3 separate regions of the Sus scrofa genome follow, and regions 1 and 2 are each linked to region 3. Evidence: chromatin contacts called from public Hi-C and targeted proximity ligation data. All regions are on one chromosome and are shown on one strand. The core of a region is the stretch at or near the end of the contact, and the rest is flanking DNA. Distances in the headings are between cores, read along the strand shown. Region 1 overlaps PARN (poly(A)-specific ribonuclease PARN). Region 2 overlaps PARN (poly(A)-specific ribonuclease PARN). Region 3 has its middle 7.3 kb from the start of MIR365-1.

What was found. A called contact is a pair of places that touch in the nucleus more often than the background predicts.
Region 1: a contact with region 3 is called in a targeted proximity ligation map of skeletal muscle, with 2.1 times the contacts expected there. A contact is called at or near these places in 3 of 47 Hi-C or Micro-C datasets (psoas muscle and skeletal muscle) and 1 of 2 datasets of targeted methods (skeletal muscle).
Region 2: a Hi-C map of liver shows a contact between it and region 3, with 5 times the contacts expected there. A contact is called at or near these places in 5 of 47 Hi-C or Micro-C datasets (embryonic fibroblasts, liver and skeletal muscle) and 1 of 2 datasets of targeted methods (skeletal muscle).

What each region holds. Positions count from the first base shown.
Region 1 is chr3:28,749,836-28,753,359 of Sscrofa11.1, forward strand. The region is part of intron 21 of PARN (poly(A)-specific ribonuclease PARN); the gene reads left to right. Among named protein-coding and RNA genes, the nearest start is that of PARN, 130 kb to the left of the region's middle.
Region 2 is chr3:28,710,156-28,714,026 of Sscrofa11.1, forward strand. All of the region lies in intron 21 of PARN (poly(A)-specific ribonuclease PARN), which reads left to right. Among named protein-coding and RNA genes, the nearest start is that of PARN, 95 kb to the left of the region's middle.
Region 3 is chr3:28,898,929-28,902,890 of Sscrofa11.1, forward strand. No RefSeq gene overlaps it. Among named protein-coding and RNA genes, the nearest start is that of MIR365-1, 7.3 kb to the right of the region's middle.

The sequences.
Region 1 (3,524 bases), core at 651-3,150, 150 kb before region 3:
TCCTCGTCAGTGTAGCCAGACTTACTGATCTTTTTTTTTTTTTTTTTTTTTAAATGCTTAACGATTTTTTGTATCTTCATAAATTCTTTCCTACTTCAAGCTTGGGAAGATATTCACTTCCATTTTCTTTTCAAGTTTTCAGAATTTGCTTTTGACATTTAAGTGCTTCATCCATCTGGAGTTGATTTTTCTGCCGAGTGTAAGAATCCAGTTTCTTTTTTTTTTTTTCCTATGGATAAACAGTTTTTCCAGCTTTGCCTTTTCCACAGTGTCATGCTGCCTGTGTCAAAAGTCAAAGTTGCACAGATGCGTAAGGTCTGTCTGTGTCCAGGCGCTTCTCTCCCATTGGTCACGTTATCTCTGTTACTCTTACTACACCGTCGTTTTTAAGTATTACTGGTTTATAGTAAGCCTTTTTAGCTAGCAAAGCAAGTCTCTCTTCTTTAGTCTTCAGAAATGTTTGGGTTGTCATTGTTCCATTTAAGATTTAAGATCCAACCTTTCACATTCCACAGAATTATTGAGGTGTAAGTTATATATATACAGTGAAACATACTGTTCTGTTATATTGGTCTTTGTTTTAATTTTTATTGTTATTTTTGCTTTTTAGGGCCATACACCCGCAGCATATGGAGGTTCCCAGGCTAAGGGGTCTCATCAGAGCTGTAGCCGCTAGCCTACGGCCAGAGCCACAGCAACTCGGGATCTGAGCCGCATCTGCGACCTACACCACAGCTCACGGCAACACCAGATCCTCAGCCCACTGAGCGAGGCCAAGGATTGAACCCACAACCTCATGGTTCTTAGCCGGATTCATTTCCGCTGTGCCACAGCCGGAACTCTGGTTTTTGTGTGAATAAATGCAGACCATCATGTCATCATCACCACCATCAAGACATAGGGCCCCCCCTCCAAAAAAAAAATAGGACCCCCAGAATTCTCTCACCCACTTTGCGGCTGACCTTCCCCGTCTCACTGCTCTGTGTTCTGTTGAGGTTTTTTAATCTCATTTTTAATTTTTTCCAATGTTTTACTAACATGTTGGAATTTTTAAAAGTGAAATTGCATTAAAGCTATAGATCAGTTTTGGCTGGAATCTACATCTTACGTCAAGTCTTCTGATCCGCGAACATCATGACTCTCAGCTTAGTTGGAGAGAGTTTTTTGCTTGACAATAATGGAAAGTTCTAAATTTTTATGTTTTTTTTTTCACTCTCCACTAGGACTATTTTTTTTACTTTTTTCATTATTAAAATATAGTTGATTTACAGTGTTGTGCCAATTGAAAGTTCTAAATTTTTAGAAAAACGTCTACATATTTTAAGTAGTTCTTTAAGAATCCTGTGAAGGAAACATTTTGGAATTGTCGATCGACACAGACACATAAATACCCGCAAATATATGTCAGACTTGGGGCAATATTACATTAAAAAACGAAAATCCTGTTTTGGTTCCAGACCGGCTGTTGCTCACACAGCAAGACCATAGGCAAGCTGATGCTCAGTCCCTTTATCTGTGTGGTGCCTGGGATGCCCCTTCCTCTTGGGGCGGCTGTGGTGATTGAACCCCGTAAGGGGTGTGAGCAGACCCTGCCCAGGGAGGCCCAGGGTGGGCGGGGAGGCTCTGGGGGAGGAGCCGCTCTCACTCATCTGCAGGGAACTGGGGAGGGCCCCCACTGCGTTTGGTTTCCCGGTGGCTTTAACAAAGCGGCACGGCACGACCGAAAGCTAGCCCTGAATCATTTCCCTGACACATTTGGAGAAGGTTCGTGTTACCAAGCCGCCTGGCCCACGCTGCTGCCGCCGCCGCCGCCGCCGCCGCCGGGCGAGCTGGAATCGCTGGAGAACACAGCTGACAGCCAGTTCATTTTGCTGATTCATCCATTAGCGGGGTGGCTCCCAGCCAGAGCTTGGCTCCGAGATGAAAGGCCGAGAGCTGCAAAGCTGCTGGGCCTCGAAGGAATGCTGGTACATGACTGCCACGTGAAGGCCAGCGGTGACAAGTGGGCTGTTATTCGTTTCCCCCGTGTAGCGATCCTACTTCCACATGTGCTCCGATGAACTCGCCACCGTGGTCAGCGAGCCGCTGGTGACGTTCGTCCTCGGGGCTGAGCACCGCGTTCTTGGGAAACAGCCGGACGCTGTTCACTAGATCATCTTGGCTCCTTTATGACCTTATCATCTGCTTTGCTTTCATGGGGAACGTTGACTCAAGCCGACTCTTTTCCCGGGTTGTCCAAATCAAACTCGAGAGAGCGGCGTTATTGCAGGTGTCATCCCTGAGGGGCCTCCTTGCACGTAAACCTGCCCGAGTGAGGAACGAAACGCAGGAAAATCCAGGCGATGCACGTTGGCCGACGAGCCGCAGTACAGCATGGTCACGTAGAAGTGGCGGCTTCTCCTGTATCACCGGAGAGATGAACCTGCTCTAGCAGCTTGCCTCAGGCCTACGGGAAGCTCTCCATGTGACGGGTGAGCCGAGAGGGTGGAACTCGATCTGGTTTTCCCAGATCTCCAGCATTGTCCCTGGGACGGACACTCGGGGAGCAGCTGCTGGATGGACGCATGGATGGACGGCGCTTGTTGGTCATACACGTGGCTCAGTGGTTAGATCAACGGGGCAAGAGAGTCAGGGGTGCAGCCCTTTGAAAGCAAGAAAAGTCACTGTCTGGAGAAATAACATTTTCAGGAAAGGATCCTCTTTCTGGGGGTCTCCCATCCCAGTGACTTTGGTCAACAGCGTATCTGCAGAACTGAATGCTTTCTGTTCCCCTCCTGGGAGTGAGTCAGAGCACCCTGTTTTAGGCTCCCATTGCAGTAACTCGCCCTACTTCCTTGGGAAATGTGAAAGTTCTTAAATACCCTTAGTGGTCCCCCCCCCTTTTTTTCTCTTCAATTCAGGAGTGAGTATTTGAAAAGTTCAGCCAACTTAGTAAGGACAACTTTTTAAAAACAAGACTGGGAGCCATTTTTCTTTTTGTTTATTTTGCTATGCTCTTTAGATGGCTAACCATTTAGGGCATGACATTCTGTAGCTCCTGTCGTGCTGAGCAATTGCTGGCAAGTCTAGCTCACTTGGAGTGAAGAGGACAGAGTCAGGTGTGAGGTATGTGGGGCGTGTCTGCCTGTCTCCCACGTAATATTTGCTGAGAACCGCTCTGTACCAAGAGCTGAAGTGGGTGTACAGTCTAGTTTGGACGCTGTGGCGCATGTGCAGCTGCCCAGGTCCCAGGTCTGCTCCCACAGCCCCTCCCAGCACAGCCCGGCCCCTGCTGTCTTGCTGGTGGTAGCTGTGGGCAGGGAGAGGGCGCCCGGGGGGAAACCTGCTCACGCTGCAGAAGCCGGAACCAGCACGTGGGTACCCACCTGCCAGCAGGTTTCCATGGGTTCTCACACCCACCCTTCCTGCACCTTCCATCCCCCAGCCTCTCCGAGGAGGAGGCAGCAGGACCAGTCTGGCCTTGGTCAAGCATTAACACCAAAGAGAGAACGAGCTCCAGCTCTCAAGTGCTCCTGCCAGAGGCA
Region 2 (3,871 bases), core at 701-3,200, 190 kb before region 3:
GGGACCCCTCACAGCTGGGTGACAGTGAAGACAGGCTCAGTGGGACATCCTGGGCCCCAGCAGATCCCACAGCTGGCGTGTCTCGGCCTCCACATACCTGCCTGGGAGCTTGTGCATGGACATGGCCCTTCTGACTTTCATGCAGATTTGGGGGGGGAGGTGCCCTCCCTCAGTCTGAGAGTGACTGATGCCCCACCTCATGAGCTCAGAGGCCTTGTCCCTTCTGTGACCACTGCATTGACAGCTCGGTTATCAGTATTAAGTACCCAGACTGACAGGTCTTGGACAGCTTCAAACATGGCTTCCTGCCTTTCCCAGACACTTCTTACCTTACAGGTGGGCTGGGGTCGTCTGTTTCATTTCCGGCAGAGAAGAGCCTTCATCCATTGGTGCTTTTACTTCCTCATCTGCAGAGGGTCACACTTAGTAAGAGTGGCATAGGCACTTAATCTGCGTGGTTTTCTCGGAGATCTTCCAACTGAAATTCTGTCGTGAGATGATCTGTAAGCATTGTGGCTAACCTCAGACAAACAGAAACAAGGAAGTACTTTGTTTAAGACCCCCTACGTGTGTGCATTTTGTTTTGTAGTAGTAGTAATAGTAGTATTTGTTGGAAAAATATCTATCATAGACTGTTTTAAAATCTGTCATTGTTTAAATTCTCTCTCTCCCGTGTCATGAAATTACTGAAAAATGAGGTAGAACGGGTCTTCCTTCCTCCCCACTCTGTATACTGTGTTGGGCTCTGTTTAAAGCAGAGATTCACGTGGGTGTACAAATGATGTAGGAGTTTCAGTTTTTCATGTATGTATGAAATTCTATAATCTCTAATAAAAGAAAGATTCGAGGGATCCAAACGAAGTAAGATACGCATAAAACCTTGGGACAGGATCTCAGTGGTACCAGTGGCTATACTGTGTTGACATTAACTCCTTGGAGGAAGTTTTACAAGCAGTTGATAGTCATTTGTGTGTGTGTGTGTGTTTGCCTTTTCTAGGGCTGCTTACCGTGGCATATGGAGGTTCCCAGGCTAGGGGTCCAATTGGAGCTGTAGCCACCAGCCTATGCCAGAGCCACAGCAACGCGGGATCCGAGCCACGTCTGCAACCTACACCACACGCCGGATCCTTAACCCGCTGAGCAAGGCCAGGGATCAACCCACAACCTCATGGTTCCTAGTCGGATTCGTTAACCACTATGCCACGATAGGAACTCCTGATAGTCATTTTTAATATTGCTACAGAAACAGTTTAGCAGAATACTATTTGGGAAATTATCTGTAAGTGGAGATAAAATGTTTTCCGTGAAGTATTTTAAGTGAATTTAAGACTTCCCTCTAAATTTTCATTAGATTCCCATCTGAGGAAAGGGACCTTTTCCCCTCCCAGTCTAGCCCTTCCCCTCCCTTTTCAATGCGTTGGGAGAAGTGATTATGTTAGAGCTTGATCTTTGTCTCCTTATCTTGATAAATCGAATACTCCTAATGCTGCTGTTTAGCAGCCGCAGTGAACAGCTGCCCCTAGGAGGAAAGCTCTTTTTTCATAATTCATGTTTGGACAGGAAAGTGTACCTGGCAATGAATCTTGATTATCTGAGCAGCTTGGGATGGACCGAGGGTAGGGTAATATATACTGGTTTGCCTTCGGGCCCCAGCTCTTCTTGGAGAGCTCAGCTTACTGCTAAGGGAAAACAAAGGCAGACCGAGCAATCGTAACTAGGTAGTTGCCTTGGGAAAACAACAGCTCATGAAATGTTTTCAGTGTCCCGGGCTAAGAGAAAAGAGACCTTGAATAAAACTCACAGGTTAGAATCAACTACTGTGTGGCTTCTGGGCTCCCCTGAATGACTGAGTCTGTTATCTGCCGAATCCTCGCCTCACTCCCAGGAGGCACTTGGAGACGAGCGGGTCCTGTCTGGCCGCGTGGTCAGCTGCTGCTCTGTCTTTGAGATTAAGTGACAGCATCACGGCCTGGGCTCCAGAAGGATGCAGTCTCTCCTCGGTCTCCACATACACAGCATTAATGTTAGGCCGGCGGGAGGGGGGATTCTCTGGGGTCAGCGGGTTGGGGAGAAGCTGGTGGTCATCTTCATCTGCACCCCGGTCCCCACCGTAGAGTTTCTGGTTTTACTGCTTCACGTTGGAGAAGGCGGTTAAGACAGATCATCCATGATATTGGTTGAGTCTTTCCCTGTGACCTGGTCAGTGTTTATAAATATTCCAGTGTGTTCGAAGGGAAAGTACAGTTTCCCAGTTGTGAAGTGTAGGGTTCCCTCTGTCCAGAAGGTCAAGCTTGTGAAATAATACGTGGTTCTCATCTCTTAGTTGTTTACTCATTGCTTGCATTTGCTTGATCTGTAAATTTATAATTGGGATTTTGTTTTGTTGTGTTTGGTTTTTCACTCGTACTGTGGTTTTGAAATTGTTGCTTTCTCCTTATCATTCTGTCAGTTTCTGTTTTGGGGACAAGTTGGTGCTCTTGTTCTAACTAGTAGTTTGTTGTTGTTGTTGTTTTTTTCCCTGAACTCAGTTTTGTCTGATACAAGTATTTTCATTTTTTGGTTAGTATTTGCCTCATTTGCCTCATTTCTTTTCCAGCCTCTTATTTTGACTTTTCTGGATTGCTTTAGATGCGTCTTTTGTGAATAACAAATAGGTGCCCATTCAATTTTCTTCAGTCAGAGAATCCCTTTCTTTTCTTTTTCCTTTCTTTTCTTTTTTTTTTTTTTTTTTTTTTTTTTTTTGGCTGCCCCTGTGGCATTTGGAAACTCTCAGGCCAAGGATAGAATCTGAGCCACAGCTGCAGCAATGTCAGATCTTTAATACACCGTTCCAGGCTGGGGATTGAACCTGCACCATCGCAGAGACAAAGCTGGATTCTTTTTTTTTTTTTTTTTTCAGGGCTGCACCCAAGGCATATGGAAGTTCCCAGGCTAGGGGTCAAATTGGAGCTACAGCTGCCGGCCTGTGCCACAGCCACATGGGATCCGAGCTGCATCTATAACCTACGCTACAGCTCATGGCAATGCCGGATCCTTAACCCACTGAGGGAGGCCAGGGATCGAACCCACATCCTCATGGATCCTAGTTGGGTTCATTAACCACTGAGCCGTGAAGGGAACTTCTAACGCCAGATTTTTAGCCTGCTATGCCACATCAGGAACTCCTGAGAATCCCTGTTTTATAAATGGTGAATTTGGTCAATTTATCTTTACTATTCACCATACATGCTGCTTTTTTTCCTCTTTTTCTTTTCTTTCCTTTTTTTTTTTTTTTGCTTTTCAGGGTTGTACTTGTGGCGCATCAAAGTTCCCAGACTAAGGGTCAAATCAGAACTTCAGTTGCTGGCCTGTACCACAGCTCACGGCAACACCAGAACCTTAACCCACTGAGTGAGGCCAGGGATTGAAGCTGCATCCTCACGGATACTAGTTGGGTTCATTACTGCTGAGCCACAGCGGAAACTCCCATGCTTCTTTTTTCTGAACACTCCCTTTTGGAGCAGTCAGAGGTGTGAATTCTCCTATGGACTTTTCTCTTCCCACCCACAGCCTTAGGCAGGGACAGGCTTGGGTTCCAGGTCTCCCAGCCAATGGGTGAGTCTTTTTTATGTGCACAGCTATATGCAGGACTCTTAACATCTGGCTTTCAGTTCTCACTCATTTCTGACACCCGAGGATTTCCTTTTCTTTCCTTCAAGCTCAGCTGTACATTTACATTAAAAAAAAAAAAGAAAGAAAGAAAGAAAAAAGGTGTTGGTTTGCTCCTCCACTCTGTGCAGTTCTGTTGGGAGGAGATTCTGCATTTCTTCACTGACTCAGTCTGCCCACCCCCCTGCACCCCAGTGCTGAGTGCTTCTCGCCGATGAGAGTG
Region 3 (3,962 bases), core at 568-3,067:
CCAGCAGAGGAAACCAGTATAGAACTTGACCCTGTGAGTGACTCGTTGGTTGATTAGAATCCACAGGAAGGAATGACCCTTTCTCCCCACCTCCTCCTCTCCCTTCCTTCCTCTCTTCTATACTTGCTGCCGGCTGCCCGCCTGCCAAGTGTGCCAACAGCTGGGGGTGCAAAAGTGAGTGAGACCTGGGTCCCCAAGCTCAAGGTCACCACTCATGAGGGGGACAGTCATAAATAAATCATTACAAATGGAACCTGGTGGGCATCAGAGCAGAAGCAAGGACAAGCTGCAGGATCTGCCCTTGGTGGACAGAGGGGTGGGGAAGAGAGGTGGGGTGTGGGTTGGGGATGAGTTCGGGTGATGGAAGCAGGCAGGAAGAGGGCAGGACTTGAAGTCCAAGAGCAAGTGAGTAGTTCTGATTCAGCGGTAAATTAAGGGTGGGGGGCACGGCCTGGAGATGTGTCTAGGGAACCCATCATTCTCAATCAAGTACAGCAGGCACACCTAGGGGAGGCTGAGGGACGATAACCTACCCCTTTTAGCTTCACACAATACATGAAGAGGCAAACAGTTCCCAAGTCCCGAATCAGAACGCTTTGGACCATACAGAGTTGATGTGAGATCCACTATTAGGGGAGCTATGATGAAGGAGAGACGCTGATAATGCTCTTGGATACAGAGACAGAACACAGAGCGTGCTCTCGTCCTCCCCTGTCCCCTATCCCGCCCCTGATCTCTCCCACCCTCCAGACTGGCCTCAATCAGCTGCGAGGCGGAGGCTGGAGATCGGGTGCGAAAAGCAAGCTTCCCACCTGCTCCAGTTTGGACAATCCTGGATTGGCTCCGTTTGGTCACATGCCCAAACCTGGACCAATCACTGCGGCCAAGTTCAGAAGTGGGCTGCTGTGATTGGTCCTTGTGAGTCATGACACCCCCACCTGGATCAATGACGGTAGCTGAGGCTTGGGTATTGTGAGCGATTGTCTTTGGCGGTATTCCCACGGGCCATCGTGCCTTTTACTAAAAGTGGGAGAGAAAGTGCTGGCAGGAACAAAAACAAAAGCCAAACCGAGAGCCACCTATCTCCGCCAGAGCCTTCTCCTGGCTGTGCGGCTTCTACGCTTACTCTGCTGAGAATTGCCTCAATGGTGAGTCGGGCTTCGCTTTAAGATCCACTCTTGTCTATAAACCCCACCGCTGCCTGCAGGATTTACTCAGACTTGTTGTAGTTGGGTTTTTGCCATTGTTATTACATTATTTAATCAAATATAAAATGTTTTTTAATTCTTTAGTTTATGATGGCCTCTCCAGCCCCCGAGGGTAGGAACCGTGTCTATCTTGTTGGTTACTGCGTTGCTCCGGCCCAGTACTCAGCCCCTTTTCTATATAGTAGGTCCAGGAACGAATGAATGAACATTCACACATTCATTGAACATCCTACAGAGAACAGGAGGCACCACAAGGTCGTCACCAGTTCGCTCAGTCTCTCTCTTCCACATTCTCCCTTCTTCTCTGTCATGTTGGATTCCCCTTCATGACAAAGTTCTGTTCGTCTAAGTCTATCCTCAAGTGTCCTCCCAACACACACTGCAAAGCCTTGAATCTCTGGGTGGATTCTTGGGTTGAGCGCCTTAGATAAGCCCAGGAAATCAGGTTCATTGGGTTGGTGGAGACTATTCTTTGAGGGCGATAACGGAGTTCTGTTTGGGCTGGAAGGGACTGGGAGGGACTGGGTGCCATGATAGGCTGCCAACGTCTGCCCTGACCGCCTGCCTCTGATGGGACTCCTGGTCCTGTTGCTGTTCTGGATAGTTTGCTGACCAGCGGGCCTCTGTTCTGAAGACTGCAGCTCTGGCATTTGCTGTGGGATCAGAGTACACTCAGTCTAGGACAAAATGGAGTGGCCAGATAAAACAACTGCAGGCGCTTAGGGAAGAAGGCTTAAGACAAATGGCTATTTTTTTTTTTTTTAAAGTACTTATAACCCACATGTCAGCTGGGGTCATCTTATTTTTGGAGATTCAAATGGAATGGGCTTGAACTTGGTCCCACATGCCATGGGAGACCCAACTTTCCTTGGAACCTTTCCAGGGAATGGGGGTGAAGGGCGTTTGTGTCTCTCCTAGTCACCCAAGGTTCTGAATTCCTGCATCCAATGAATCCGTTCTGCTTAGGTGCCCTTTTGCTGGCCTCGTGGGCACATGACCTGTACAGTTGTAGAGGGTCTACTTTGATTTTAATGCTCTACTGTTGTCATCCTGAACTTCTTAGTAATTTCTCTCTTTCTTTTTTTGGATGAGTTAGGCATAAATGATTTTTCTAAATTTAACTTTAATTTTTTAAAATTATAGTTGATTTATAATGTTGTGCCAGTTTCTGCTGTACAGCAAAGCGACCCATTCATTTGTTTACACACACACACACACACACACACACACACACATTCCCTTTCTTACATTATCTTCCATCATGGGCTAACCCAGGAGATTGGCTATAGTTCCCTGTGCTATATAGTAGGGCCGCACTGCTTAATCCAGTCTAAATGTCATAGTTTGCATCTACTAACTCCCAATTCCCAGTCTGTCCTACTCCCTACCACCCACCACTGCAACCGCAAGTCTGTTCTTGACGTCTGTGAGTCTGTTTCCGTTTTGTAGATAGGTTCGTTTGTGCCATATTTTATATTTCACATATTACTGATATCATGTGGTATTTGTCTTTCTCTTTATGATCTGCTTCACTTAGTATGAGACTCTCTAGTTGCATTCACGTTGCTATAAATGGCATTATTTCACTCTTTTTATGGCTGAGTAGTATTCCATTATATACGTGTACCACATCTTAATCCATTCATCTGTTGATGGACATGTAGGGGTTTCCAAGTCTTAGCTCTTGTCAATAGTGCTGCTATGAACACACAGGTGCAATGTATCTTTTTGAATGAAAGTCTGTCCAGATTTATGCCCAGGAGTAGGATTGCTGGATCATGTGGTAGTTCTATATTTACTTTTCTGAGGAACCTCCATACTGTCTTCCATGGTGGTTGTACTTAGTCATTGTTGAACAAAGGGCTGCACATTTTCATTCTGCAAATCAGGTAGCTAGACCTGCTTGATTCAGGAGCTTTCCTTTCCCACCCCACGCTGACCCACTCGAGACTCTGCCCCAATTCCTCCACTGTCCCTAAAGCCCATCCATGGAGTTCATGTGCGTATAGACTTGGACTGAAGCTTTCGGATGAAGGAAAATTTTGGCCTTCGAGCTAAGTTAACAGCATCAAGTCCAGTGTATGAACTGGCTCAAAGCTACTCAGTGGGAAACAATGAAGGAGGAGGGAAGGCCGATGAAACAAGAGAGGCCAAAGGTGGACCCGTGAATATACTCAAAGACACAGAGCTGGGCACTTGAGATGGGTGAATGAGATGGTAAGTGAATTATATCTCAATAAAACTGTTGGGGGAAAAAAAAAGTCATGCCTTCCCCACTCCTCCCCTCATCCTGCCAGGAATCCTTAGGCTCCAGACTCCTGCCTTTGGGGAAATCTGTCTTCCACCCTCTCTCTGCATGTGTGCACACACGCACGTGCACACATACACACAACTTCCATCTCTCCTTCCCATTACCTTCTTCTGCCTTAAGACACTTTTTTTTTCTTCTTAGGGCCGCATCTGCGGCCTATGGAAGCTCCCAGGCTAGGGGTCAAATGGGAGCTGGAGCTGCCAGTCTGTGCCACAGTCACAGCAATGCCAGATCCAAGCGACCTACACGGCAGTTCATGGCCATGCCTGATCCTTAACCCCCTGAGCTGGGCCAGGGATTGAACCCTCATCCTCACAGACACTATGTTGGGTTCTTAACCCGCTGAGCCACAACGGGAACTCTGGGACATTTTTCATTCTATTTCCATTCTCACCAATATCAGGGGAGGGCCTTCTCCCACAGTCAGGGTGCCCCACGGAGGT